Regions from separate parts of the Mus musculus genome. Here regions 2, 3, 4 and 5 are each linked to region 1. The links are chromatin contacts, called in public Hi-C, HiChIP or PLAC-seq, Micro-C and promoter capture Hi-C maps. All regions are on one chromosome and are shown on one strand. Each heading gives the region's core, a stretch centred on a gene start, on an enhancer-like site or on the middle of the called end of the contact. The rest is flanking DNA. Distances are from core to core; before and after follow the strand shown. Region 1 holds the start of Frmd5 (FERM domain containing 5). Region 2 overlaps Frmd5 (FERM domain containing 5). Region 3 holds the start of Mageb3 (melanoma antigen, family B, 3). Region 4 overlaps Frmd5 (FERM domain containing 5). Region 5 overlaps Frmd5 (FERM domain containing 5).

What was found. Promoter capture Hi-C pulls out the DNA fragments that hold promoters and counts their contacts. Hi-C and Micro-C count contacts between places; a contact is called where the count stands out from the background. HiChIP or PLAC-seq counts read pairs in DNA pulled down with a chosen protein or histone mark.
Region 2: a contact with region 1 is called in a promoter capture Hi-C map of hippocampal neurons, with 7 times the contacts expected there. The contact joins the enhancer-like site here to the promoter of Frmd5 in region 1. A contact is called at or near these places in 4 of 39 promoter capture datasets (the SN4741 cell line, cranial neural crest, hippocampal neurons and 1 more), 1 of 15 datasets of contacts at CTCF or cohesin (the NIH/3T3 cell line), 5 of 484 Hi-C or Micro-C datasets (the N1E-115 cell line, cerebral cortex, cortical neurons and 1 more), 19 of 115 datasets of contacts at active chromatin or transcription factors (SST interneurons, bone marrow-derived macrophages, craniofacial prominence and 12 more) and 1 of 9 other capture datasets (pancreatic islet).
Region 3: an HNF4G HiChIP or PLAC-seq map of pancreatic cancer cells shows a contact between it and region 1. The contact joins the promoter of Mageb3 here to the promoter of Frmd5 in region 1. A contact is called at or near these places in 5 of 484 Hi-C or Micro-C datasets (embryonic stem cells, forebrain and muscle stem cells), 5 of 115 datasets of contacts at active chromatin or transcription factors (embryonic stem cells, memory CD8 T cells and pancreatic cancer cells) and 3 of 9 other capture datasets (adipose tissue, liver and pancreatic islet).
Region 4: a contact with region 1 is called in a Hi-C map of the N1E-115 cell line, with 3 times the contacts expected there. The contact joins the enhancer-like site here to the promoter of Frmd5 in region 1. A contact is called at or near these places in 2 of 39 promoter capture datasets (hippocampal neurons and stem cell-derived epiblast-like cells), 1 of 15 datasets of contacts at CTCF or cohesin (the NIH/3T3 cell line), 4 of 484 Hi-C or Micro-C datasets (the N1E-115 cell line, bone marrow-derived dendritic cells, cerebral cortex and 1 more), 13 of 115 datasets of contacts at active chromatin or transcription factors (SST interneurons, VIP interneurons, bone marrow-derived dendritic cells and 10 more) and 3 of 9 other capture datasets (adipose tissue, embryonic stem cells and pancreatic islet).
Region 5: a Micro-C map of embryonic stem cells shows a contact between it and region 1, with 2.6 times the contacts expected there. The contact joins the enhancer-like site here to the promoter of Frmd5 in region 1. A contact is called at or near these places in 1 of 484 Hi-C or Micro-C datasets (embryonic stem cells), 14 of 115 datasets of contacts at active chromatin or transcription factors (astrocytes, embryonic basal ganglia, embryonic forebrain and 6 more) and 1 of 9 other capture datasets (pancreatic islet).

What each region holds. Positions count from the first base shown.
Region 1 is chr2:121,804,052-121,809,139 of GRCm38.p6, forward strand. It overlaps Frmd5 (FERM domain containing 5), which reads right to left and starts at 3,006. Exons shown (of 14, transcript NM_001360084.1): 1 at 2,679-3,006. The coding sequence starts at 2,780.
Region 2 is chr2:121,620,029-121,625,238 of GRCm38.p6, forward strand. All of the region lies in intron 1 of Frmd5 (FERM domain containing 5), which reads right to left. Among named protein-coding and RNA genes, the nearest start is that of Wdr76, 120 kb to the left of the region's middle. Within about 2 kb of position 1,608, at least 103 of the 459 cell types and tissues checked have an H3K27ac peak or open chromatin away from gene starts, as enhancers often do. A contact at or near this core is called in the N1E-115 cell line, the NIH/3T3 cell line, the SN4741 cell line and 10 more, where this site is marked.
Region 3 is chr2:121,952,611-121,957,765 of GRCm38.p6, forward strand. It overlaps Mageb3 (melanoma antigen, family B, 3), which reads right to left and starts at 3,482. Exons shown (of 1, transcript NM_008545.2): 1 at 1,161-3,482. The coding sequence starts at 2,609. The coding sequence ends at 1,617. It overlaps Ctdspl2 (CTD (carboxy-terminal domain, RNA polymerase II, polypeptide A) small phosphatase like 2), which reads left to right and starts at 3,391. Exons shown (of 13, transcript NM_212450.4): 1 at 3,391-4,007.
Region 4 is chr2:121,661,665-121,666,703 of GRCm38.p6, forward strand. The region is part of intron 1 of Frmd5 (FERM domain containing 5); the gene reads right to left. Among named protein-coding and RNA genes, the nearest start is that of Frmd5, 140 kb to the right of the region's middle. Within about 2 kb of position 2,762, at least 10 of the 459 cell types and tissues checked have an H3K27ac peak or open chromatin away from gene starts, as enhancers often do. A contact at or near this core is called in the N1E-115 cell line, where this site is marked.
Region 5 is chr2:121,641,579-121,646,493 of GRCm38.p6, forward strand. The region is part of intron 1 of Frmd5 (FERM domain containing 5); the gene reads right to left. Among named protein-coding and RNA genes, the nearest start is that of Wdr76, 140 kb to the left of the region's middle. Within about 2 kb of position 1,508, at least 18 of the 459 cell types and tissues checked have an H3K27ac peak or open chromatin away from gene starts, as enhancers often do. A contact at or near this core is called in embryonic stem cells, where this site is marked.

The DNA of each region.
Region 1 (5,088 bases), core at 1,756-4,255:
CCACTGTATCTGCATTATGAAATGCCGCTAAACCAATACCTTGACAGAACTGCCTTATGACTGAAATTTACCAAACATGGCTTTCATGACACCAACCGATGATACATTTCTAATTCTGTATTGCCCTACATGGTCTCTGGTTATTTCAAAAGCCATAAAAATATTTCTAAAATTGACACCGTTTCTAAATGAAAGTATAACATTTTAAGAAAAAAGGCATGCAAATCATCACCAAAAGATTTAATATACAGTATTGCCATTCTCAAAGTATTAATAATAATGTTTAGCTAAATAGGGAGCCCACGCCTCCCTTCCATATTAAAAACTGTACCGAGTGTTTAACAAGCAAGCACATGTGGGCACACACATATGGGCACACACACAACACAGAGTAGAAATATAAAAAGGAAAAGTTGCTAAGAAAAGCTCAATCTCTAAATGCTTTGTTTGAAAAACTGCATATAAAAATATTAGAATCATATACTGTCTTTTTTCGAACCTTTTCTCATCTGGATAAAAACAAAAGCAAAGCAACATCTAAATAGTAATGTAAAAAAAAAATGGCAAATGTGCTACAATTCCTCTATTTTAGAGGCTACACCAAAACCACCATATACAATGGTTAAGACATCTAGACTGTGCATGGGAGACATGATTCTTATAACATCATAAAAGCAACAAAAAATAAACACAAACACAGTAGAATATAGTAAGCATTACTCCGATAAGTCCAACTTAACTTTAAAGCATTCTTTTTTTTTTCTCCATGACAATAAGAACCATCACCAATTACAATATTAATCAACCTCACCTGCTCAAGGAAGAATAAAAAGTTGCCTTTCCTGAGACCTAAAACCACAAGGTTATCAAACATTTTCAGAGGAGTGGTGTTTCATTTGTACTCTATACCTTGACAAAAGTTAATGATCTACTAAGAAATGTTATGTTACTATATACCACAAAGGTATTCTTAAGATTTATGAAACCTAAACCTCACACTGCCCTCGGCAGGCTATTTTACACATTTGTTAAATTTTTATGCCATTTTTTTAAAGTCAAGACTTTTAAAGCTCTTGACAATGTACTCAAACTGAGAAGGTGTCAATTCCATGCTTTCTCCTCCTCCATTAAAACAAAACGGGGGGGGGGGTGTACATAGAAACAATGACACCATAGAAACAAAAAGTAGCAAGCCACTATGGAGTTGGGAAATAATACATACCATCTCTCCATCACGGTTAACTACAAAAACCCTTTCATTTCATGGCTCGCATTTTTATGGGCATTTAATCTATATTAAGTAGACTTCAAAAGGAGTCTGTGCTGAATCTCTACTCTCCTGGATCTTTGGCAGCAATCAGCACTTAAGCTCAGGGCTTGGGGTGAGGGGCGGGGGGGGGGGGGTGAGAGGGGAAGCGGGGCGGGGGGGCAGGTTTCTGGGGAAGAGGTTGAACTGAGCACAGTCAGCATTAAGCATCTACTCTCTACCCAGGGTCTTTCTCACAAGTCTCTCTCTCTCTCTTTTTAATGGTATTGTGATCTATTAGCAAGACGATAGATAGATGATAGACAGACAGACAGACAGACAGACAGACAGACAGAAGATAGATGGGGGCACCCTGAGGGTTAAATCTAGGCAGGCTCCCCCCCACACACACACACACATCTGTGCTTAGAAGCCTCCTCCAGGTTCTTGCAGGAAAGGAAAGGGATCAGGTGAGACCCTTCTGGGTCCAACTCAAATTTTCTTCTCCACAAAGAGCAGTTTTTGGCGGTGAGCGCAGGGTCCTCTGGTTGAAGAACTAAATCTGTGAGCATGGTCAGTGTTTTCAACCTCTGACTTTACAAAGGACAGACTGCATTCCTGGGGAAAACCATATTAGACTCCTGACGCGCCACACAGCAGTAGTGAAGGAACACAAGCAAGGGGTTGTAAAAACCAGGTTCTGAAAGAAATGCTGTGTGGCATTATTGCATTGTTGGCTTTTCCCTAAGTCCCCGACTCCTTCCAGCCACTGCTAACCTCCAAATCTCTGTGACTTGTTGCTAAATCTTTGCCTCACGCCCCCCACCCCCAGAAATAACCAACACGCTGAGATTTGGGGGTCAAAAGACAAGGAAGGGAGCTAGAGCCTCAAAGCACAGAGGGCTGGGCGCCTTCAATAGGCCACTCTGCATGGGCTGCGCGTTCCGTCTGACTCACAAACGCTCAGGAGAAATTATGACATAAACCTTTATCCTTCCAACCAGGGAGATAAAGGCTGGCTGGCGGGCCTGGCGGGGCCGGGGGAGCCTCAGCCCGCACCCCTCGACGGGGCGGCCCGGGCAGGCGTCTCCCGCCCTACACGCCTAGCTCAGGATGCCCGCCCAAGGTGCTGCCTATCCGCTGGCTGAAGAAGCCGAGACCCGGGGTCCCCCGCCCGAGAAGGCGCAGAGCAGGAGTTGCAGGTGCGGGACGCGACTCACCCCGCAGGGGCGCGCGGCGCGTGGTACCAGTGCCCGGCTGAGCTCGGGCTGGGATGCCGCGCGCCGGGCGGTGCGGCTGCGGGGCGGACAAAGCGCCGCGCCGGGGTTAGAGCTGGAGCGACCCCGGGCGGCGGACCCCGCCAACTTGGCCGAGTCTGGGGAGCCGGATCCCGCGAGCCGGCGGGCGGGCGGGCGGGCGGCGCGGCGCTGACCTGGATGGTGCAGGTGTACTCGCTGTCGTCCAGCAGCCGCACGGTGCAGCTGTACTCGCGCTCCAGACTCCTGCTGCTGCCGCTCATCAACCTGCTCAGCATCTTCCCGCCCGCTCGCCCGTCCTCGGGAGCGACGCGGCGGCGCTGCGGACTCCGGACCCGTCGCCCCTCAGCGCGGCAGCTCCGCGCCGGCCCTTAGCACCTGCACCATCACCCTGACCGGATCGCCACCGCTGCTTCCTCCCGCCCCACTCTTCTTCCTTCTACAGAGCCACCACCGCCTCCCCCAAACCCCAAGCAAGCTGGGTTCTCTCCCGGGCGCCCCACTGCCCGTGCCCAGCTCATGGGGCGGGGCCTAGGTAGGGGGCCAATGGAGGTCAGCGCGGCGGAACCGATTAGCAGGAGGAAGATCCAATCAGAATAAGGAATGGGGATGATGAGCGGGCGGAGGAAGCAATCATCGCAAAACAGCAGTAGTGAGCCCAGTCGGGCCAGCCCCCTAGCGCCCCAAGCCCTGGCTCGCTCCCTTCGCGGGCGGTGGTTGGTATGGATGCTGTTTGTCCTGGACCGGGCCATGTGTGGACACTTCACGAGATCGGTGTCTACAACCTGGAATAACATTTGAGCTGTTTCAGGAGTCAAGACTTGCACCCTGCAACACCCGGTTCTTGCTCTCTTGGAAGCCAAAGCGAGGAGGCGGCACCTGCAGAAAACAGTCACCCACATTCCCGACCTGGCGGCTCTCCCCACCTGTGCGCTGCCCTAAGTCAGCTCCATGGGCCCCTGTGCCTCGAGCACCCTTATTTTAGTGAACATCTGTTTTACAATAGCTATTTACTCTGGTGCAACCACAGAAGCTTGTAAGCGCCCGCGTTTAGCGCTTAGAAAACCCTACGCTCTAACCCTTCTTTTATTTTCAGAAGACAAAAGAAGGCTGAGGTGTGCTCCTTAGCTGGGCAGGGAACAGGAACTGGTGGACCTTTCCTTGTACTTTTAGAAAGAATTATTACATCTTCAGACGTCTGCAACAAAGCACAATGGTCAGGAGCTGTATTGCACAAAGAACCGGGGGGGGGGGGGAAATGCCTCCTTTCCTTTGTGTCCTCCCCATCGGCAGACTTAAAAGTTCCTTTCCACAACTTCGCTAAGAGACAGCCACCTTCAAAGATTTTATTATTAATAATACCAATGTGTGCCTGTGCATGGAATATGAACACTTAGGTACCACGTACGAGTGTGAAGGTCAGAGGACAACTTTGTGGAATCAGTTCCATCCTCCCACCTTTATGTGGTTTCAGTGATTAAACGGATGGCCAGACTTGCCTGACAAGCTATCCCACTGGCTCTCTCTACCTTCAAAGATTTCACTGAAAGGAAATGTTAAATAGGAGTTAGGTTGGAATAGGGGTGTAACCCAGTGGTAGAGCTCTTTCCTAGCAGGTGACAAGATCCAACATTGAAACAATGTCAATCCAAAACATTAGTACTGTGAGAAATATATTCGTTTAAAATAATGAATTATTAATTTCTCATTACATGTATGCTCTTACTATATCAGCATAACACATAACTATTAAAACCCCCTATAGTAGACTAGAAAGAATTCTAACCGTTTTGGGGGGGGCCAGGGGGGCTCAAGACAGGAGCTCACTGTGTAGCTCTGGCTGTACTCAAACTCACTATGTAGAGCAGGCTGGCCTCCAACTCACAGTGATCCACTTGCCTCTGCCACCATCCCACCCCCACTGAGTGCTGGGGTTAAAGTCATGCACCTCTATGCCTGAATCCTATTTTAATTTTAAAATGATTTTGTCTACATGTTTGCCTGAATCAAATCCAAGACTTTGCATTTGCTAAGGATTGGTAGTAGCTCTAATATTGAGCTACATCCCATACTTTTGCATTTTTGAGACAGTTTTATTATGTAGCTCAGATAACCTCAAAATGGATCCCCTTCAAGTTCTTCAGTGTTTGAATTAGAGGTGTTTGACTTTAACAGTGTGTTTTGCTAATATCTTTGAATTTCAATACCACTACCACCCCATATCACCTTAGTATTGCGGACTGCTCCCTTGCTGCATTTAGTAGCCATGGGAAGATGTTCCTCTTTTCAATGCACTCCTAAAATAGTTATGAGGCTAAAACCAAGCAGTCAAATGCTCTGTCTGTTTCACAACCTGGACAGTAGCTGGGACCTGGAATACAGAGGCAGGCATTCTATAAATGATGAACTGATAAATGGAATGATAGGTATGCTATCCCATCTACAACTCCAGAAAGATCCATGAAGAAACTAGGAGCTTCAGGAAGGTCTCATAGAGGAGCATAAGCGTTACTGCGTCGAAAGGAGAGTCGATTAAGTCCAGCCTTGTTGTGTAACTGGGAGAGATGGAAATTTTCAAGCAGGAAG
Region 2 (5,210 bases), core at 358-2,857, 190 kb before region 1:
ATCACCCTAAGACGCCCCCAAATGAAGTACTCCATTGCTAGACAGGACAGCCTAACTCCAGGCACCATAATCTCGAGCACTGTGCTCTCCTCCCAACCCCACAAGACAGAATCTCAACACTTAACCTAGGCTGTCCTACAACTCATCCTATAGACCAGGCTGGCCATGAACTCACAGAGATCCACCAGCCTCTGTATCCTGAGTACTGAGATTAAAGGTGTGTTTACCACATCTGGTGGGAGCACTGTACTCTTTTTTATTTTTTTATTTTTATTTTTATTTTTTGCACATTGTATTCTTAAGACTTTTTAAAGATGTATTTATTTTATATATTTGAGTTCAGTGTTGCTGTCTTCAGACACACCAGAAGAGGGCATCGGATCCCACTATAGATGACCTACCATGATGGTTGCTGTGATTTGAACTCAGGACACCCGGCGGAGTCATCTCTTTAGCCCTCTAAGATGTGTTTTCAAACAGTCTCTTATCAGCATGGCAGAACACATTTAGTGGTACCTTATACAATAAACAATGGCAACAACAAAACAAACACTTCTACCTAATTACTAATTCAGTTGCCAGTTTTCTTTGATTCCCAGTAAATTCCCTGAGCTTCCTTGTTCCAGGAGCGAGTCGAGTCACCGTCTCGCCTCCCTCTCTCACCGCTCTTTCTGAGACACTTGGTGCTTGTCTCATCTGTTCCTCCCCTGTCACTGAAGAAACTACACACTAGTCACTGTTGTGAGTCTGTCCTACAGATGGAGAGGCTGTGGGTCCAAGAGGCCCAGCAGGTGCCATCTGTGAAACCATTCTGATTATTTGTGAAGTGTATCTAAGAGGATTTCAATTCTGTCTTTCAGGTTTCTCTTAGCTCTGTTAATGACTCGGTGTATGGTCCTTTTTTCTTAATTAAAAGTCATTAACCTGTCTTGACAAAGAATGGTGCACTTGAGTCCACACTGGGACCCAGACTCTCAGAAAACCCACTCATGTGGCTGGATTGATGGATAACAAGGCAAAGGAATGGCGGAATGGTGCAGAATAGCCCTGCAGGCTGGCTTATGCCTGTGTGCTGGGCTTTATGATGGGCTGGGCTGGAGGTTAAAGGTCAGAAAAACTGAATTCAGGAAGGGTGGAAGCAATATCACTTGAAAAGCAGAATGGGAGTGGGGAAGAGAAAGGAGAAGCCATTTGCCCTGCCTCTGAGGCCAAAGCTTCTTTAAGGAGGGCTCATTGCCTGCATTCCACACTGGATTCCTAATGATACTACTGGTGCTGAAGCCGTCCCTCTTTCTGTGTGGTGGTCTCTGTCACTATAGTTACCAGAATAACAGGTTCCATAGGAACTGACACATTCTGGTTTTCTACTCTGTGCTGCTTCTAGCCATTGCTTCATTCCACACCACACCTGGCATGCCAGCAACAGTGACTGTCAGCTCCTCTACCCATAATCCCAACACAAAAGAGCCCCGCTGACCTCCACACAAGCCCAGTCTTGCCCCACCCCACCCCAATTACTGTGCTTTCTCACTAGAGGTTATGAGCAACAGCCAGTGACTATGAGAAGTCTCGCTCCTTGGGCCTCAGAGCCTCCTGCCTCCATTCCCCTGAACAGAACCATCTGCTACCCACAGGCTCGCCACACAACATCTTTGATGAGTCACAGTTAATGACAAGTTCAATGTGAGTACTGCCAGAATGATAAATTTAACTCTACTCAAATATTCATCACAGACTAAAGAAAGAGTCTTTTAGTTTTCAAAATTGAAATATTTTAAGCTTTAGAAAACTGCTTGCCTTTAAAAAGAAACCAAACACAGTCCCGGTAGTTCCAAAAACATCAAATGGAACTGAGGCAGTCGGCAAAGCTGACATCATGCGCTCGGAAATAATTGCAATTGATCGGAACAGTTGATAGAGAAGACTTGGTAAATAGAGTAGTGAACGCCGTGGGAAAAAGACACAGAAGCCGGCTCCAGGGGGCAGGCAGGCAACTGTTGGGTCATGTGACTATTGGGACCCTTTCCAGGTTGTGTGGTTTAGGCTCACTTGGGGGAGCCTTTCTTATTTCACGTGTTTGTCACTTAACAGATTATTTTCTGTGTCAAGATTCACCATATTTCCCTCACCTGGACATCTTGTTAGTTAAAGGACTAGCGAATACAGTAAGTGGACAGGGCCGATGTTCTCTTGCCTTTTAATGGGTTTATTGTGTGGCCTATGGAGAAATGGGGACCTGCGTTCCTGCTCACAAAACTTCCTTTATGAAATTAATTTTAAAATCTGACAGTATAATGGAAACCAACAGCTCTCCTTAAAATGATTTTATAATCGTTAAAAGATAAATAAGAAATAGCTTGGTGACAATGGAAATCAGAAAATAAATGAATGCAAATAGGTCCTTTTTCTGATGTCAGGCTGAGTAGCAAAATTAGATAAATTCTCATTTTATTTGCACCAAAAAATAAAAATAAAAAATAAAAAAAATCAAACAACTCCCAAGCCCTAACCTGCAGAGAAATGTGCTTTTCAAAGCATTTATGGGGTCGGGGAGAGTGCTCAGTCGTCAAAACACTAGCCATGTAAGCCAGGTGACCCGAGTTAAACCTTGGAGCTCGAATTCAATGCATAAATCCTATAGTTTGTAATCCCAGAACTACTCAGGCAATGGGAGGCAGAGACAGGGCGATCCCCAGGAGCCTGCTGGACAGCTTGGGTTTGAGGCAGTGACTGAAAGGCTAAAGGCACCACCGTAACAAGCTGAAGGTGAGAACTGACGCCCGGATGGCCTTCTGACTTCCACACTGTGCTATGGTACATGCTTATCCGTGCCTCCCCACCCTGCACTCATAAAAATTAAAGGCATTTGTGGATGTAATTTTTATTGTAGCCATAGATTAAGATAGATGTCTAATTATTCCAGGACTAAGGAGACAGATGCAAGAGGAGAATCTATTCAAGTTCAAGGCGAGCTTGGGCTACATGGTGAATTCCAGGCCAGTCAGGTCTACACAACGAGACTCAATAAACTGACAAACAGAAGCTAGTCATTAGTAACAGGCCAAGTTCAAGCGGAGTCACAAAGACTCCATATAAATGTTACCAAGCACAGTGGTTCAGACTTCCACACAAAAGCCTTCACAGACCTTGCATTTATTTAGTGCTTGCCCCTTCAACTAGACCTCACACAAGGAGAGAAGGTATTACCTAAATGCCAACTCCAGACCATGATAATCCCTCTCAGCTCAGCATTCTGCCTGGTTTTGTGCTCAACGACCGGAATTCTTCTTCACCATTGCTTTGCATCAAATGCAGAGCGCTGCTTACTGGCTTTCTCCTCCTGGCTGCTTCCCCTGCTTTCTTATACCACCCAGGACTACTGCCTATAGGTGGCACTGCCCACAGTGAACTGGTACTCCTATATCAATCACCAATAAAGAAAACACACCACAGGCTTACCCACAGGTCAATCCAGTAGGGGCATTTTCTCAATTGAGCTTCCTTTTTCTAAAACAACTGTCTTGTGTCAAGATCACATGAAACTAGCCACACAGTATGAATTTGCTTATTATTGGAACAGCTTTATTTAACTGTTTGGGGAAAAATAGGAGCATAAATAATCTGGTTTACAGGTCAATTAAAACGATCTGATTTTATGGGTTTGTGCCATTTTACAGATGACATAGAACTTATAGAAACATTCATTCCTTTATCCTCTCAACACTCTCTGTCTTAGTGTTTTTCCGCTGTGACCAAAGGCTACCCTAGGGAGGAAAGGGTTTCATTCACCTTAAAAGTGCAGTCCTTCATGAAGGGAGGTCAGGCAGGAACCTGGAGGCAGGAACAGAAGCAGAGGCCATGGAGGAGTGCTGCTTAATAGCTTGCTCCCTATGGCTTGCTTGGCCTGGTTTTTTTTATACAACCAGGACACCTGTCCATGCTCAAAGTGAGCAAGACCTTCCCACTTCAATCTCTAAGCAAGAAAATGTGTCATGAGTTTGCCCATAGGTCAATCTGGTGGAAACATTTTCTCAGTTGAGGGTTCCTTCTCTCAGATTTGTGTCAAGTTGACATAAAGTTAGCCAGCACACCTACAAAGTGAGTCAGCTGGGCTTTGCTTCCATTTTCCAAATGTTAAGACAGGATTAGAGACTGCTAGTAACTAACAGGAGACCAGTTACTGTATGTTTAGGACTATATGATGTTTAGGTCATAGTTACTATATGATTACATATATATTATATATGAGGCCTGCACACAGAAAATGGGTTTCTGATTCCATGTTCCTTCCATCTATGTTTATATCAATCTCATGACAGAGGAGGATGCCATTTGTTGTCATTTTTGTGTGTGGAAACTTTCAAACACACACACAAAGCCAGAGAGAACAGTGTAAGAGACTCCCACACAAACATCATCTAGTTTCAAAAATGACAACCTAACAATCCATCCTGCTTCACCCTCCCCAACCCAGTTAATGAAGTAACTCCCTCACATCATACCCTGGCTTTTTGAAGTTTAAGGCCAAGATGGTCTTTTTTAAGAACATAAAACTGTCTTGCCCTTCAGAAGTGGTTACATCCCATCTTTAAGCTTTACTTGGAGAGCCATGGAGGATGGGCGCTGGCCCAGAGAGCAGTCCTTCCTTGCCAAGATGTGGGGAAGTGAAGAGAAAAACAACCGATCCCTTTCCCAGAAGACTTTCCTAAGAAACACTTTTTTTTTTAAAGCCACCTTTGGTATACGACAAACTAAACACACATTGCTTTTGCTCTGAGTTCCGTTGCACATCTATTCTCCAAGCTGAAGAGCGACAGTTGTTTACTACACACCAGGCATGAGCAGATTTCCTCAAGGTGTTTTCAATGGAATGGCTCATAGCTGTCTGCCTTATCCTCCTAAGTTTGAATGTGTGGAGGATGCAGGCTGACCCTGGTGCCTTGTATGAAGGACACCATTTCTCGATGGATTGTGTGTCTTAGTTGACATTAATATTGCTGTGATGAAACACCATGACCAAAAGCAACTTGGGTAGGAAAGGGTTCATTTGGCTTACATATCCAGAGTCACAGTCCACTGAGGGCAGCTAAGGCAGGGACTCAAACCAGGAACCTGGAGGCAGGAGCTGATGCAGAGGCTATGGAAGAGTGCTGCTTACTGGCTTGCTCTCCATACCTTGGTTACCCTGCTTTCTTACAGAACTCAGGATC
Region 3 (5,155 bases), core at 2,232-4,731, 150 kb after region 1:
TTGCCAATGAATAATCTCATCTAACAGCCTTTAGGTGTGTCCTTTATTCTAGGGTATGGGATGCAACACCTATATTTTAAAAGTGAAATTCATATTTAGACTTAATTCACTTTGCTAATGAGGGTGTGGAGGTAGTAGAAGTAGCCCAGAGAATAAAGAAGTGATTAGGTGAACAGCACACATTTAGTCTTCTTTGGTGGAAATGGGTTTTGAGGGTAATCCAGCACTTGGAAGGTGAGGCTGGAGGCAGTCTTGTATTTGTAGTGAGTTTGAGGCCAGTCTTGGAAACAAAACATTGCCTCAAACCAAAAAAACACCCCCTTCCAAAACCCCAAAACAGAACCAAAAAAAAAAAAAAAAAACACTGAAAAAGGAGAAAGTTCATAAATTGCAAAAACATTTTGTAATTTCTGGGTTTACTTCTATAACTTTCCATTATACGCACTAGATAACTTTTTATTTTCAGTTAGCCTTTCAGAAACCTATGATTATATGGACTCTCAATTTGTTCTGTGCTCGGTATACCATCGGCTCTCATTGTTTTATTCCAAGATTTCTTTACCCTTTCTTTTTGTCTTTTCTTTTGGAGCCAGGTTCTTGTTGCACAGCCTAGGCTGTTTGGAACGTTTCAATCCCCTGCCTCGGTAATCCTGAGCCTTATGATCACCATGCCCAGTCTGAAACCAATTTTGTGCTGGTAAGATTTAAATGGCAAAAGGACTCAGCTCTGACAGGATCTTGACAACCCACCTGCACCACATTTGAAGGAGAAACAATATTTACAAGAGCACTCTACGCTTCTACGTCTACCTTTCTGCCTCACCTGCTATTATCTGGCCATCCCCCCTCCCTCTTTTTCTACAGATAGTGGCTCAACATGATTCTGTCTTGGGATTTTCCTTTGTTTCCTTTTTGTAAGAACACTTTTACAAAATCAACTCCCCATCTATGTCTCACTTAGGGAAGTCTTATGAAAACTCCCCAGACCCCGTCGCTGGCATAATCACATGCTATCCTACTACGCGTATTACTTCACGTCTATAATGCAGTCTTACCCCTGTCTTCTTTGGTGGAGTGTCAACTGGGAACGCAGTGGCTATTTTTCCTAATTCAGTTATATCCTTTTAAAAACGGCACGTTTTCAATCAGCATTTTTTTTTGAGTAAAGTCATCAAATCCAACTTTATTTCACTTAGCATTATACAAAAAAGAAAAAAGTATACAGCAATCACACTCATAAAATTTTCAAAACTAACAATATAAACTTTCCCACTTCACTGTTGTTTCACCACTGTATGATATCACATTGCCATGACAATCCCTTCTCCAATGCAATGTTACACAATGTTTTAGTAAAAACTAATGTTTTCCAGTTTGTTGCAAATAACAAAACAAGTCCTAACCTGACAAGTGACAGTTACTTCTGTATGCAGTTAACAAAAAGCATGGCACAAAGCACTGTTTAGTTAAACAAACATTAGAAAAGTAACAAAAATAGCCTCCATTCTACTAATGTATAACAGGCCAAGAATGGATGCATGCTGGTTCTGGTAGGCTATGAACTCTCTACTGATTAGGACCCTGACTGTTTTTCAAACACAACAGAACAGACTCAACTACACATTAGAGGACTTTTGGGATGGGGCCTTGGAATGAACACCCTTGCCTTGAACTCTACTTCTTGGCACCCCTCCTGCCTGATCTCTAAGAGCCAACTGGTAGAGATTAGGGAAGGCACTAGGGACTGTGCCATTGACTTTAGCTAAAACTTTCAGGACTTTCATCTTGGTTGTTTCAGCATGGGCTCTGGGTCCCCACAGGAACTCATAGCTTGGGGGATCACTGCCAGGTACCTGGCGGTACTCCAGGTAATTTTCCTGCACTACATCTCTTATAAACTCCTCAGGCTCGCCAAAGATCAAGTGCTTCTTCCCAGCATATACCCCCACTCCATGCAGAAATTGCCAGACCTCTTGCTCAGTGGCACGGTTACCCTTCATGAAGATCACACCTAGGACAGACATTAGGAGACCTGTCCTAGGCAACCCCCAGTTACTACTCAAACTTCCCTCAGTGGAAAGACCCAGTTTGCCCACCAGCAAATAGGAATGAGTGCTGGGATCAATTTCCTTCAACTCAAGACCAAAGACCAATTCTAGGCGTGCAGAAGTTCTCCTGAGGATCTCAGGGAATTGCTCCTTATACTTCTTGTTAACTACTGCCAGCATTTCACTTCTTGTAACTGCTTCTTTCATCTTAAATTTATCTAGCAGGAATTCTATCAGCACACTAGCCTTCCTCATGATAGGATCTTTCAGTGTGTGCTGAATGGAAGTCCCTGCCTGGGTGCCATCTGAACTTTTTGTATCAGGCAGGACAGTAGCATTTCTACCACCTATACCAGAGCCTGTGCAGGATACACCTGCACCAAAAGATCCAGGGTTTTTCACACCCTGAGGAGCAGAACCACCAGGGAAGCTGGACCCAGCACTCAGGTCAACAGGAGAAGACCCTGCTTCCTCTGCAGTGGGCTGAACTACTTGAACCTCCCTGCGTGACTGCTGTCGTTTAGCACGGGAGCGGCTCTTACTCTTTTGACCCCTAGGCATGTTGACTGTGCTCAGGACTGAAGTAGAAGAGCTGACAGGCAGGAATCAGGACTTCCGAACTCGTGGATCAAGCTCTTTTCTGCAAACCCTAGGATTGTTCTCTTCAGACTGGCGTCCAAGCCTCTCCTGTCTCAATCAGCATTTCTTATAGAATAATGAGATCAGCTTGGAATTTCAGTCAAAAGTGCTATCTAGACCAGTGTTTCTCAACTTGTGGGTTGCAACCCTTAAGAGGTCAAACCACAGGTTGAATAAGATCATGGGAAAACATATTTGCATTCCGATTCATGACACTAGCAAAATTACAGCCATGAAGTAACAACAAAGATAATTTTATGGTTGGTGGGGTCATCATACATGAGGAACTCTATTAAAAGCGTTTCAGCATCAAGAAGATTAAGAATCATCCAGATTCTAGATGGAGCCCACAGTCGTGTGTGAAAACCCATTTGAAAGACTCGAGTTTTAAGCGTACAGGATCACTGCCCACATCGCGAGGAAGGGAAGGGTTAAGAGTCTCCTTCATAGGTCCAAGGGCAACAGGGGCTCCCGCTAGCAAAGTGACCTAGGAAGAGAACCTCGGGGACACTCCGCGAACCTCCGAAAGCACCGGGACCAGGCTGGGTCTGGCCATCGGGAGCGCAAGGCACTGGCTCCCGCTCCAGCGCGCCAAGCCGTTAGCACCGCCCCTTCCCGCCGGCTCCACCCACCGCCGCCTAGTCGCTAACCCTGGCCGCTGGGTGCGCGGCGCGTTCTTAAACCCCGCCTCCCAGGCCAGGGCGCGCTCTCCTTGTCGCCCGGCTCTAGGCGGTTCCGTTAGCGGCGGGAGGGAAAACCGCCCCCGGCGTCCCCGCCTCCGCTGCTAACGCTTTCCTCCCTACTCCCCCTGCGACCACCCCGCAGCCCGCTACGGAGGCCCCCGAAGTACAAACGTCCCCCACGCTCCGAGCCCCATCGGAGGCTGAGTCCAGTCTAACTCCTCGGGCCCTAAGCTCATTTTTTTTTCATTGTTTTTTGTTGTTGTTGTTTCTTGTTTTTCTTTTGGTCAGGAATTCGCTCTGGTGAGTTCCCTAAGGCGGCAGAAACTTCAGCCTCTTCACGGTAGTAAAAGTTGGTTTCCCCTCCCCCGCTGCCGCCCAGGCCTCCCGCATTCCTTCCCTCCCGCCTCTCCGGATCGGGGCGGGCGGGGGAGGAGGGAGCCAGAGCGCCTGCGCAGGGAGGCCGCTTTCCATCCGGGTCCCTGTCCGTGCGGTGCAGCAGGTCGGTAGGCGGGAAATGGCGACTGGCTGAAGGAGCTGGTTCTGTTGCTGCTGAGGGATAAGCGGGAAAGACACCACCTATTGCGCAGTCGGGACCATCGCCGGAGCCCGAAGACACTTTTCTGTCGTCACAGTGAAGGTAATTCCCTTGGTCCAGACGCTGCCGTTGCTCCGAAGCTCAGTCCTCTCTCAGGGCCGTCTGCCGGGATCTCCTCCCCTTCTCTAGCCGAGCCCTCAGCGGTTCCAGCAACGTCCGTAGGCATGCACTGTTGGCGCCTTGTACGTCCACTGTCGTGGAAGCTGCTCTGGCTTGGACTTTCCCCAGGGAACGGCCAGGGAGCTCACTTCCCGCCAGCTTCAGCTCTTAGGCTGCGGCCTGTGTTGTGATTTCTGGGGTTAGATTTCACTTTGCTACCCACCCCCAACCCCATCTCACGTTCCCAGTCTCTGACCCCGTGGACCCGATAGCTAATTAAGTTAGATTGCCTTTTCGAACCTTCTTGTGGGCCCACGTAATGTTTTTGGTATTTCATTCTTGTAGGGTGCATTAGGGGGGCGTTGCTCTCTCTACTTGAGCTCTTACAGACATCCTTTGAGAATCTGGAAAGAGGTTCTTGGAGCTTCTGTCGTTTTCTGTACTGCTAAAATGTTGAGTTGACATTACTACTTTTTAAAGTCAAGTGTGGTAGTAAAAACCAGCGTGTGTAGGAGGCCTCTGATTTCCGTAGTGGTTAGTTAAGGGTGAATCTTAATTCTATTTAGCATGTTGTTTACGTTGGGTAAGTCCGTATGAGTTTACCTTTGCGTTCTTGACCAGGATTCTGTGATAAATAATTGCATAAATAAATAGTGTTTATTTACTTCTCGCCCTAGTGGTAGCTGGATGTGTGAATGACGTTAGGCACTCTCAGAGTACCTCGGAGAAACCTACTGAGATACTGCCAGGAAACTACCCTAAGCTCCTGACATGAGTATTCTTAGATGCTACTCCAAGGCAAGGCAGGGAGTGTTATCTTTCTCATGCTACTAAGACAATACCAAGATTACGGTTACATCCATATACAAATTAGTGCCTTGAAATGATAGGCTTATCTACATGTTTTAGATTGTAGATTGCCTGTTACTTTGATTCATGAAATGCCAAGCTACACATTTGTGTTTGTGGTCCAGCAATTATCTCTATAAAAGCAGTGACATGGCATGTGGAAGCTAGTTTTTACTGGCTTTTGTTTTGATTTTTCTTTTTTTAATAGAGTTTCTCAATTTTTTTTCAATGGTTTGGTCATG
Region 4 (5,039 bases), core at 1,512-4,011, 140 kb before region 1:
AAACTTTTATTTTTATCTCAAGTGCATGGGTGTTTTGCTTACATATAGGCCAGTGCACCACACACACACAATGCCTGTGGAGGCCAGAAGGTGTCAGATTCCCCTGGAACTGAAGTTGCAAGTGGCTGAGAGCTGTCAGGTGGGTGCTGAGAATTGAACCTCGGTCTCTCTGGAAAGCAGCCAGTGCTCTTAACCACTGAGCCATCTCTCCATGCCCCAGTTTCTGTCTTGCATTGTAACTACCTTTACCTTTTGGTACACCATTCACTATGGATCTTAAACAGAGTATGCTACTGAATCAAATTACACGTGGTGTGCTGCTGTGGGGTAACTGATTCATAACCACATAACATCCTAGGGAAGCTAAATATGGCTTCTAAAGCCAGCTACAGTCTATAGGACAAGGGTCATTGTCTAGGAAAGGCTAAATGTTTATCTGGTTATGTGTATAATGAAAAAGAATAGGAAAGAGGAACCATGGCACATCTATATTCGCATTGAAATCAATACTGTAAGAATATGTTATGCAGAGGGTTATTTAAATTAATGTTATCTACTGAAAATATGTGCAGGCTGGCATCAAAGTATTTAATATTGTTTAGATCAAGCGATTAGACTCTGAAGCTTAATGGAAATAAATTTTAAAAGTCACCTTTTACAAATGTTAATATAAGTGGGATATATAAGTACAAAATATCGGGGCTGGAGAGATGGCTCAGTAGTTGAGAGCACTGACTGCTCACCAAGAGGACCTGGGTTCAATTCCCAGTACCTGCATTAACAGTTCATGACTGTCTGTAATTCCAGTTCCAGGGATCTATGCCCTTTCCTGACCTCTGGAGGCACCAGGCACACACATGGCAAGTAGAGATATACATGTAGGCAAAACACCCATACACATACACTTAAAACAAATATAAAATATCCTTTGTGTCAGAGACACAGTTAAGCAGCAGGCAATGGGTTTACTCCATGTCCAGTGGGATCTAGGTACTTAAAGAGGGAGAACATATTCTTAATAAGACATAGAATGACATGACAGCTGTCTGTATAAAGTGACGAGGGGTGCACTGGCTAAGCTTGGGTATGTGTGTGATCTAACCTGGAGCAAGAGAATCTGATAAGCAGTGTTTGCATATGGAGCCCTGAAACAAAAATAAACACCACTTTAGAGCATATGGATTCAAATGAGCCTGTCAGGAAATTTGGAGTTTAGCGGCACACACTAGTGACTGAACCTTCAAGAATACCAGTCAGACCAGCTGGGGAGAGCTCAGAGGGCAACCACACTTCCCTCCAAGACATGCTCTGTGCATTTGAGCCTGGGATCCACATAGTCTTACAAGAAACCAGGATCCTGTAAGCTGCCTCCTGACCTCCACATGGGCTCTGTGGCTGCATCTCCTCCACTGTGATAATTTAAAACACTCCAAATGAATTAGAGGCTGACTCAAAGACACAGGGTGGGACAGGGAGAGGAAGGAATGTCAGGCTTCCAATTTTTTTTCCAATTCTTTTTCTCACATAGATCAATAAAACTTTTTGTTTAAAACAAGCATGGTGGTACACACCTTGGGAAGTGGGGACAAGAGGAGGAGAGTAAGGCCCCTTGGCTACATAGAGAGTAAGAGGCCAGCCTGGGCTATGTGAGACTATTTTTAAAAAGCCTTTGCTCTTGAAATCCCAAGTTAGCACTCTCCACTTGTCTTCCGTCCGTGAGTCTTACTGCTGCAGGGTCTGTACAGGGAAACACTAGCACAGGAAGGCTGGTCTTTGAGGGGGGTGACAAGAGCTGATGCAAACCACACGCGGAATGTGTCTGTCACTGTTTTGTCCCAGGCTGGGCTTTATTTCATCCAATCTGGAAAGTTCTAGAGTCGATATTAACATAGCTAGTGTATCCAACTGACATCTGCCTTGTGCTTACTGATGCCGATCTAGCGCCATCAGAGATGCTCTGGGGAAGACAACCCCAGGTATTTTAAAGGGATCAGAATGATTATTATTTTTTAATAGTCAGAAAGGCTAGTCAAAAATATTTTTACAGCCCATTAAATAAAAAAAGAATAAAATCCTTGACACATTTAACACTAAATGCTGACTTGATAGTATTTTCTGCCTTCTAAATATTTTCAATTATCATTATGATTCCTTTGAATTTATATATTTTGGGCAAAACAATGATCTAAATAAGAATTTTTATGAGTCTTATTTTCAAGTAATTTTTATTTGTTTTTGTTTTATGTGCATTGGTTGTTTTGCATTTTTTTATGTATGTCTGAGTGAGGCTGTCAGATTATGAAGTTACAGATCATTGTGAGCTGGGAATTGAACCCGGATCCTGTGGAATCGCAGCCAGTGCTCTTAACCACTGAGCCAACTCCCTAGCACTCCCTCCAGCCCCAGCCCCAGCCCCAGCCCCAGCCCCAGCCCCAGCCCCAGGTTGGTTGCTGTTTGTCTGTTTGTTTTTGCTCTTTCAAGACAGGATGTCTTTGTGTAGCCCTGGCAGTCCTGGAACTCACTATATAGACTAGGCTGGCTTTGAACTCACGTGTTCCACCTACCTCTCCCTCCTGAATTCTGGAATTAAAGGCATGGGCCACCATTGCCTGGCTTGAAAGAGTCCTTTAACATAGAAAAAAAAAAAAAAACCCAAAAACCCAACAACAAACACTAATGGCTGTGTCTACCACCATGTGCTAAGGTAAGTGAGCTAACATTTGCTCAGTGCTGCTGGCTGCTACTCTTGCTTTGTACAGCAGCAGCTTGGGTCTACTGCCCTCAGCTGACTGATGAAAACCAGGGCCACTGAGAAGCTATGTGTCTTCATTTGTGTGACAAACAGGGGCTTGCGAAGTTAAGTGTTCTGGGATGTGGCTTGGTAATAATAACAGAGCTGACACAGGATGCTCCAGGCCCTCAGTCTGATGTCCTGGCATCACCACCAAGGAAGGAGAAAGAGAGAAAGGGGGAAGATCAGAGGAGGAGGAAGGAGGGGTCACTAGGTGCCAGTGAGGATAGGGAGGAAGACAGAGAGGAAGTTAGATAATGGGTGTTGAAGTACAGTTAAGTTCTTGTCTTTTGTACTCTACTGGTGTGACTACGGTTTATAAAAGCCTATTATGTATTTTATGAAGGGGAGAGAGAGAGAGAGAGAGAGAGAGAGAGAGAGAGAGAGAGAGAGAGAGAGAGAGAGAGAGTTTAAAGGCTCCAAACACAATGAAATGATGAGCAATAAATGCTAATTATACTGATTTGATAATTATACATTGTACACATGTACTGAATTATCTCTGTACCCCACAAATATGTACAATTACTATGTCAATTAAAGAGAAAAAATTTTTAAAATCACCACATAAAATACCCTAAGTATAAAAAGCCCCAGAATTAGAAGCATGCATTCTTTTGTTTTGTTTTGTTTTGTTTTGTTTATGTTAACAGAATATTCTACACACTAATTAGCTCATGACCTAATTAGTGTTCCACATGTAAACATGAACTATTGTTGGCTTTGAAATAAAATCTGGTATGGAAGGATCAATGGAAGAATTACACAGAGCTAGGAGCGTCTGAGGAAATTAGAAGACATTGCCTGTGTCTGGAGCAGAGAATGCAAATGAAGGCAGATGCCCCCCTCCTCCCCAGGTGAGGGCCTAATAGTCTGGAGGGCTACTGTGGTGAGTGCCCTTTACAGCCTTTCTCAGAGTCAGAGAGGTGTGGCTTTCTCTGTTAAACAGGATAGGTTCTGGGCTACAGCCCCTAAAAGCACCTGTTCTCACCAGCCTTGGCCACAGGGACTCCAGCAGCAACCATGGTCAGAACCATTCCTTATTTCCCTCCCCCCTTTGATTTCACTTAGTGTGTTACATCTTAATCAAAAACTGTCCCATGGAAAGTCTTCCTTTCCATCCTGATATCTGTCTCCTTTCTACCCTGATATTTCTAGAATTTAAAATTACATCGGAGGGGCTAGAGAGATAGCTCAGTGGTTAAAAGCACTTGCAGCTCTTCCAGAGGACGCAGGTTTGATTCCCAGCACCCACATAGTGGGCTTTTAACTCCACCTCCAGGGAATCTGATGTCTTCTGGTCCCCACTGGCACGAGCATGCACAGAATGCACATAAACTCATGTGGGCACACACATAAACATAATTAAAACTTATAAATAGAAAACTTTAAAATTGCATTTGATTATTATTATATCATTATATATTACCAAATTTGTCATAATCTAGCAAGGGTTTTTTCTTCTCTCTTTTACATTTATAGCATATGACTCATTACTTCAAAACCATTAAGGCTGATATTATTGTTTTTCTTATTAGCCTATAATTTATTTGCTTATGATTGGAGTTGCAAATCTATTATCAGACTCAGTTGTAAACCTTGCCCATTATAACCAAGTATGCTGTTAGAAGTGTTATTTTTTTTTCTTAATAAATCCCAGTTTGAACTTGGTGAAATGCTTTTTTCAACAGGAGACAGTTCTATACATGAAAACAAAATTAGCCTTATCAGCCAGGAAATCCTAGCCACTCAAAATCCATAGGAATCCTACACATTTTGAAAGGGACCAAAAAAGAGACTCCATTTTTCTGTTTCCAAATTTATTCTGCTTCTGGTGATTGCCATGTCTGTATGAATGCAGATAGTGATGGCATGGGGCCACAGTTCCTCATTGTCTACTAGCTCTTTTGTTTGCCTCTGGCATAGGTAAATAAACAGCAGGTGTATTCACTATTACCTAAGTCTTACATGTTTGCAAGTTCTGAAAATATAACAGAATAAAACACTGTCAAAAAAAGAATCCTTGGGGCATTTGCTGGAACCTGACCTAAGTCACTTATACCCATAAAGAAGGGCAGAAAGATCTCATGCTTGTGCAGGGACAGTAGACTCCAACCCTGGGATCACAACTCAGAACTGCCGGCCACTGAGTAATGTTAGTGGTTTTCTTTTGTGGTACTATAATAATGCCAAGATCTTAAAAATAATACTTTCTATCCCTTCAGAGACACTTTGTAATTTTCACCCA
Region 5 (4,915 bases), core at 258-2,757, 160 kb before region 1:
ATGTGATGTAGGCTTGCCTTCTTGTGTCTCAATAACAAAAGCTCAGACAGATAACCGGCCAACAAAACTGAAAACCACGACACTCCCAAAGTGAACACGATGGCATATATGTGCATCTGGAGAAGAAACAGTTAAATTTCTAGTAGTTGGATACAGTGGCACTAATCTGTGGGCCCAACTACTAGGGAGGATTGCTTAAGCCTAGAAGTGCACAATCAGACTGACTGGCAACATTCCAAGACCATGTATCTTTTTTTTTTTAAGATTTATTTATGTTATGTATATGAGTACAATGTTGCTGTCCTCAGACACACCAGAAGAGAGAGTTGGATTCCATTACAGATGGTTGTGAGCCACCATGTGGTTATTGGGACTTGAACTCAGGACCTCTGGAAGAGCAGTCAGTGCTCTTAACCACTGATCCATCTCTCCAGCCCGACCCTGTATCTTTTTAAAGCAAATAAATAAATAAATAAATAAATAAATAAATAAATAAATAAATAAATAAATAAATAGTCCTAGACAGGAAAGGAATTAGTTAACTAATCAATGAAAACACGGAAGTGACTGACAGTGGCAAAAAGTAGTCTCAGAGGAAGTGATGACACCAGAGTAAAGGACATGGGGCTGGAAACAGATCTAGGGTTAGACTTAGAGGGATGGTGGCATATTCCCCAGGCACAGGAGGAATGCTAGCTCAGGGTCACGCTTTCTGATGAGAAGGCAAGTGCTGTTCACAGTCCTCAGGATGAGTCTCCCCACCAGGAAACAAAACTCCAGTTCTCAATATCTGCACCATTTTAAAGGCTGGCACACGAGTATTAGTCTGATATGCTCTTCTCATTCCTCTGTACATTTATAACCAACAGAAATGGAGGCCTCAGTGGCCGACACATATTTAGATAACAGAGTGATCCTTCTGACTTCTAAGGTCACGTTTTACAGTCTGTGTTTATGGGGGCTTTGCAGCCTCAGACCACTGTGAACAGCAGAAACTGCTGGTACTTCGGGGTATAAGCAAGCTCAATGGGCCAAGTCCTCATCAGTATCTCGCCTGCAGATGCTCCATAACTGTAGACTATGGAGACCTGGAAGCCAAAGCCCAAGCGGCATAAACAAGTTCAAGGCTAAGACATTCTGCCAGAGAAAAAGATGTTTAAGGAAACACATTTTAGTCTGTGAGAAAATGAGGTGGCAATTTCTGGCTGACCTTCAGTGACTGTTACATATGGTATGCTGATTAGCCTTTATATGCACTTACTAAAGACTGAAAGGATAAAAGCCAATTTTAATGGCAACGAGGTGGGTCTAAACTTTTCTTTTTTAAAGACACTGACTTGCTACTTAACTGTAGATGGCCTGAAACTTGCTATTTAGACCAGGCTGGCCTCTGTTTTCTTAGAGATCACTTAAGTTAGAAGTTAGAGACCGTACTGTCAGAAGGGCAAGCCCTTCACAGCCTCCCACCCTAAAAAGCTGATTGGCCCTGTACTGCGGAGCCGGTCCTCACCCCCTCCCTCTGTTTCCCGCCTGTCATCCAAGAATGCGGAAGAAAATCAACATACTCTCCTTCAGTGTTATTCATAATAAAGTGCCTTTCAAATTTGTACAAACAGTCTTCGCCAGGGTTCCAAGGCCCTAAAAAGACCTCTAGTAGCTAGTAAGTAGCTGACTACTTGGTATTCAGTAAAAATTTCATCAAGGAAATTACCTATTCAGTACTAATTAACATTATAAAAGATGGAGCCAACAGCTCAGGGCTAGTCTGCTAGATGTTTACTAAGACAGTAAGGACAGTCTTATCCAGATACGGGTTTTCCATAAAAATAATTAAGATATACCACTGGAGACAGGTTTCTTCATTAGGCCCTTAAAATTCAGGCAGAACTATAGGGCATAAATAAATTTTATGCCTCGACCCAGCCTTTTCTTTTTTATATTAACAACTGCCTAGCCCCCGCTCTTCTCTTCCAGGTTTCCAAGATGCCTTTCCAGACTAGAACCCAGGCATGTGAGCCGCTGGCCGGCCACAACACCCTAGTGCTGGGACTAACGGTGTGAGCCACCATGCCTGGCTGCATATGAACTAATGTTAAAATAAACTTCCCAGGCTGGCAAAATGGCTGAGAAGGTAAAGGCACTTGGTACCACTGCTAATGATATTCATTCAATCCTCAGAACCCATGTGGAAGCCAGGTGTGGTGGCGCACGCCTTTAATCCCAGCACTTGGGAGGCAGAGGCAGGCAGATTTCTGAGTTCGAGGCCAGCCTGGTCTACAAAGTGAGTTTCAGGGCAGCCAGGACTACACAGAGAAACCCTGTCTCGAAAAACCAAAAGAAAAAAAAAAAAAGAACCCATGTGCAGAGGTATTCTATGATTGCCACATGCGTGATGTGACATTCAAGTACTCGTGTGTGGCACGCATGCACACAAGTACATAACACACACACACACACACACACACACACACATACACACAGAGTAATATTTTCTTCCTGGATATCCAGAAATATAGAATCATGACTTATCTACCAGGAATAGTTTATGTTTTGAAAACGGGCAAGGGAAGACAGACTGTGTGTCCTGTCAAGGTCTCTTTGCCAGAGTAAAGATACTGTACGATTTTTTTTATCATTATGGAGTTTTATCTTACTCTAAAGCTGCCAATTATTTTTGAGCACTGCACTTAGATAGCTGTTTGCTTTGTGCATCAAGCATCCTCTCTCCCTGGCCCTCTCCAGTTAAAGGGCATTAGATTTCAGACTGGGGCTCTAATGAAGAAGAAAGGCTGCAGAAAAATTTTCCTTCCAGGCAAGCTGTGATGGGGACTGCAGTGGCTTTGACATCTGCGGCTCCCACAGAGCCAGTGGCTCCCAGAGTGCCAGTGCACTCATTGAAATGAGCCCCAAAGGAAACTGTGGTGGCTTTGATATCTGTGGCTCCCACATCACCACTGCATCCACACAGATGAGCTCTGAGTGCAAGGGGCTGCAGAGTCAGACCAACACTGCTCCACCTCAACTGCTCGGGTTTGCAACATGAATAAACATGTTCAAAACACCTTACTTGGAACATTGGCATCAGTGGTCTCATCTTACCTCCCACACACCTATTGTGGAGCGAGACTGCAACTTAGGGGCCTTATGGAAGTTTTTAGTGGTCTACGAGCAAATGGGTGTTTTGTTTTTAGCAATTATACATTTGTATTAAAAGACAACCTATACTGCCAATTCAGGCTTACTAATAGCCCCTCAGTAAAAGGACCAACACAGACCCTCTGAGCTTCTCTCCAAAGCTCCCAATTCTTGTCCCCCTCCCCCATGACAATCTCTTCACATGAAGAGTCATTGAGAGGAACTACTTGACATTTTGAAATGAGGCATTGGCCCATTTGTTCTCCTCTCACTTGTAGCTACGCATGAGCTCTGTTGAATCTGAATCTGTGCTTGAATCAGGACGGACTCCATTCTCTAATGTCTAATCTCTGGACAGTGTGGTCTTCTAGCTTTGAATCTGACCAAGCATTGACGCCCATCGTTCCCAGTAAGATGAAGCCTGAAAGACACCGGGACTCTGTGAAGCAGATAACAGGGACAGTTATTAAAAAGCACCGCTTTCTGCTTGCATAAAGTTTCTCTGGATTTTACCAGGTTGGCTGACAATAGATTCTGTGAATGGAAATATTCTATGTCTTCATTTGATAGGTACTAACCACTTAGAGCTCACTTAAAATGTTGCTAATACATCAGGAACTGAACTTATAGGCTATTCCTAGGTCAGCCACTGTGAGTTTCTGATTGGGTGCTGGGAACCAAACTCAGGTCCTCTGCAAGAGCAATATACACTTTTTAACAACTGAGCCATCTCTCTAGCTTAGTCTTATTTTAACTTAAATATACACATGTGGCTAGTAGGTGTAGTCCGGATAGAGATTCAAGGGGAAAATATGATATAACTATATTATAATCTCAAAAAGAATAAAAATATAAAAAAATAATAGAAATGCCTTACATTCCTGGAATGAATGACCCTTCTATTGTAATGTTAAATTTGATTTGCTAGTATTTCATGGAGGATTTTTGAATCCATATTCATTGGGAGCATTGGTCTGCAATTTTCTTTTCCTTTGTCTTCTTTTCTTTTCTCTTTTCTTTTTTCCTTTCCTTTCCTTTCCTTTCCTTTCCTTTCCTTTCCTTTCCTTTCCTTTCCTTTCCTTTCCTTTCCTTTCCTTTCCTTTCCTTTCCTTCTTCTTCTTTTTTTTTTTTAATTCTCTTATATGCATTGCTATCCCATTAATTTTGGCCTTATAAATAAAATGAGTTTGGAAGTTCTTGCTCTTGTTCAATATCTGGGAACAAATTAAAATTTTTACTTATAGAGGAGGGGGAGATAAGTGGGATTGGGATGTATGATATGAAATTCAAAAAGAACCAATAAAAAGTTTAAAAAACGTATCTATGTCTATGTATGTGTGCCTGTAGTAACGTGAATGCATTGCCTGCAAAGGCCATAAGAGGTAATGCATCCCCTGGAACTGGAGTTATACACCAATGTGGTCTCATGACGGGGGAGCTAGGGACCGAACCCAGGTCCCCTGCAAGAGCAGCCAGTGCTCTGACCTGTGGAGCACCTCTCTAGCCTCAGGGAACACTTCTGAAAGGATTCGTATTAGTTCTTTAAATTCAGCAGTGGGGTCATTGTGCTCTGGCCTTTGATGGACTGTCATAGGAACTCAGTTGTGTGAACTCACAGCAATTCTCCTGTGTCAGCCTCCCAAGTGTCGAGGGAACAGCCATGTGCCAGTGTGACCCCTGACCCCTTTATTGCTGTTTTCAGGATTTCCTGTCTTTGATTTCCCCTAGTTTGATTATGTTTTGGTCCTCTTTGGACCCTGCCAGCAGCTGAATGAGACAG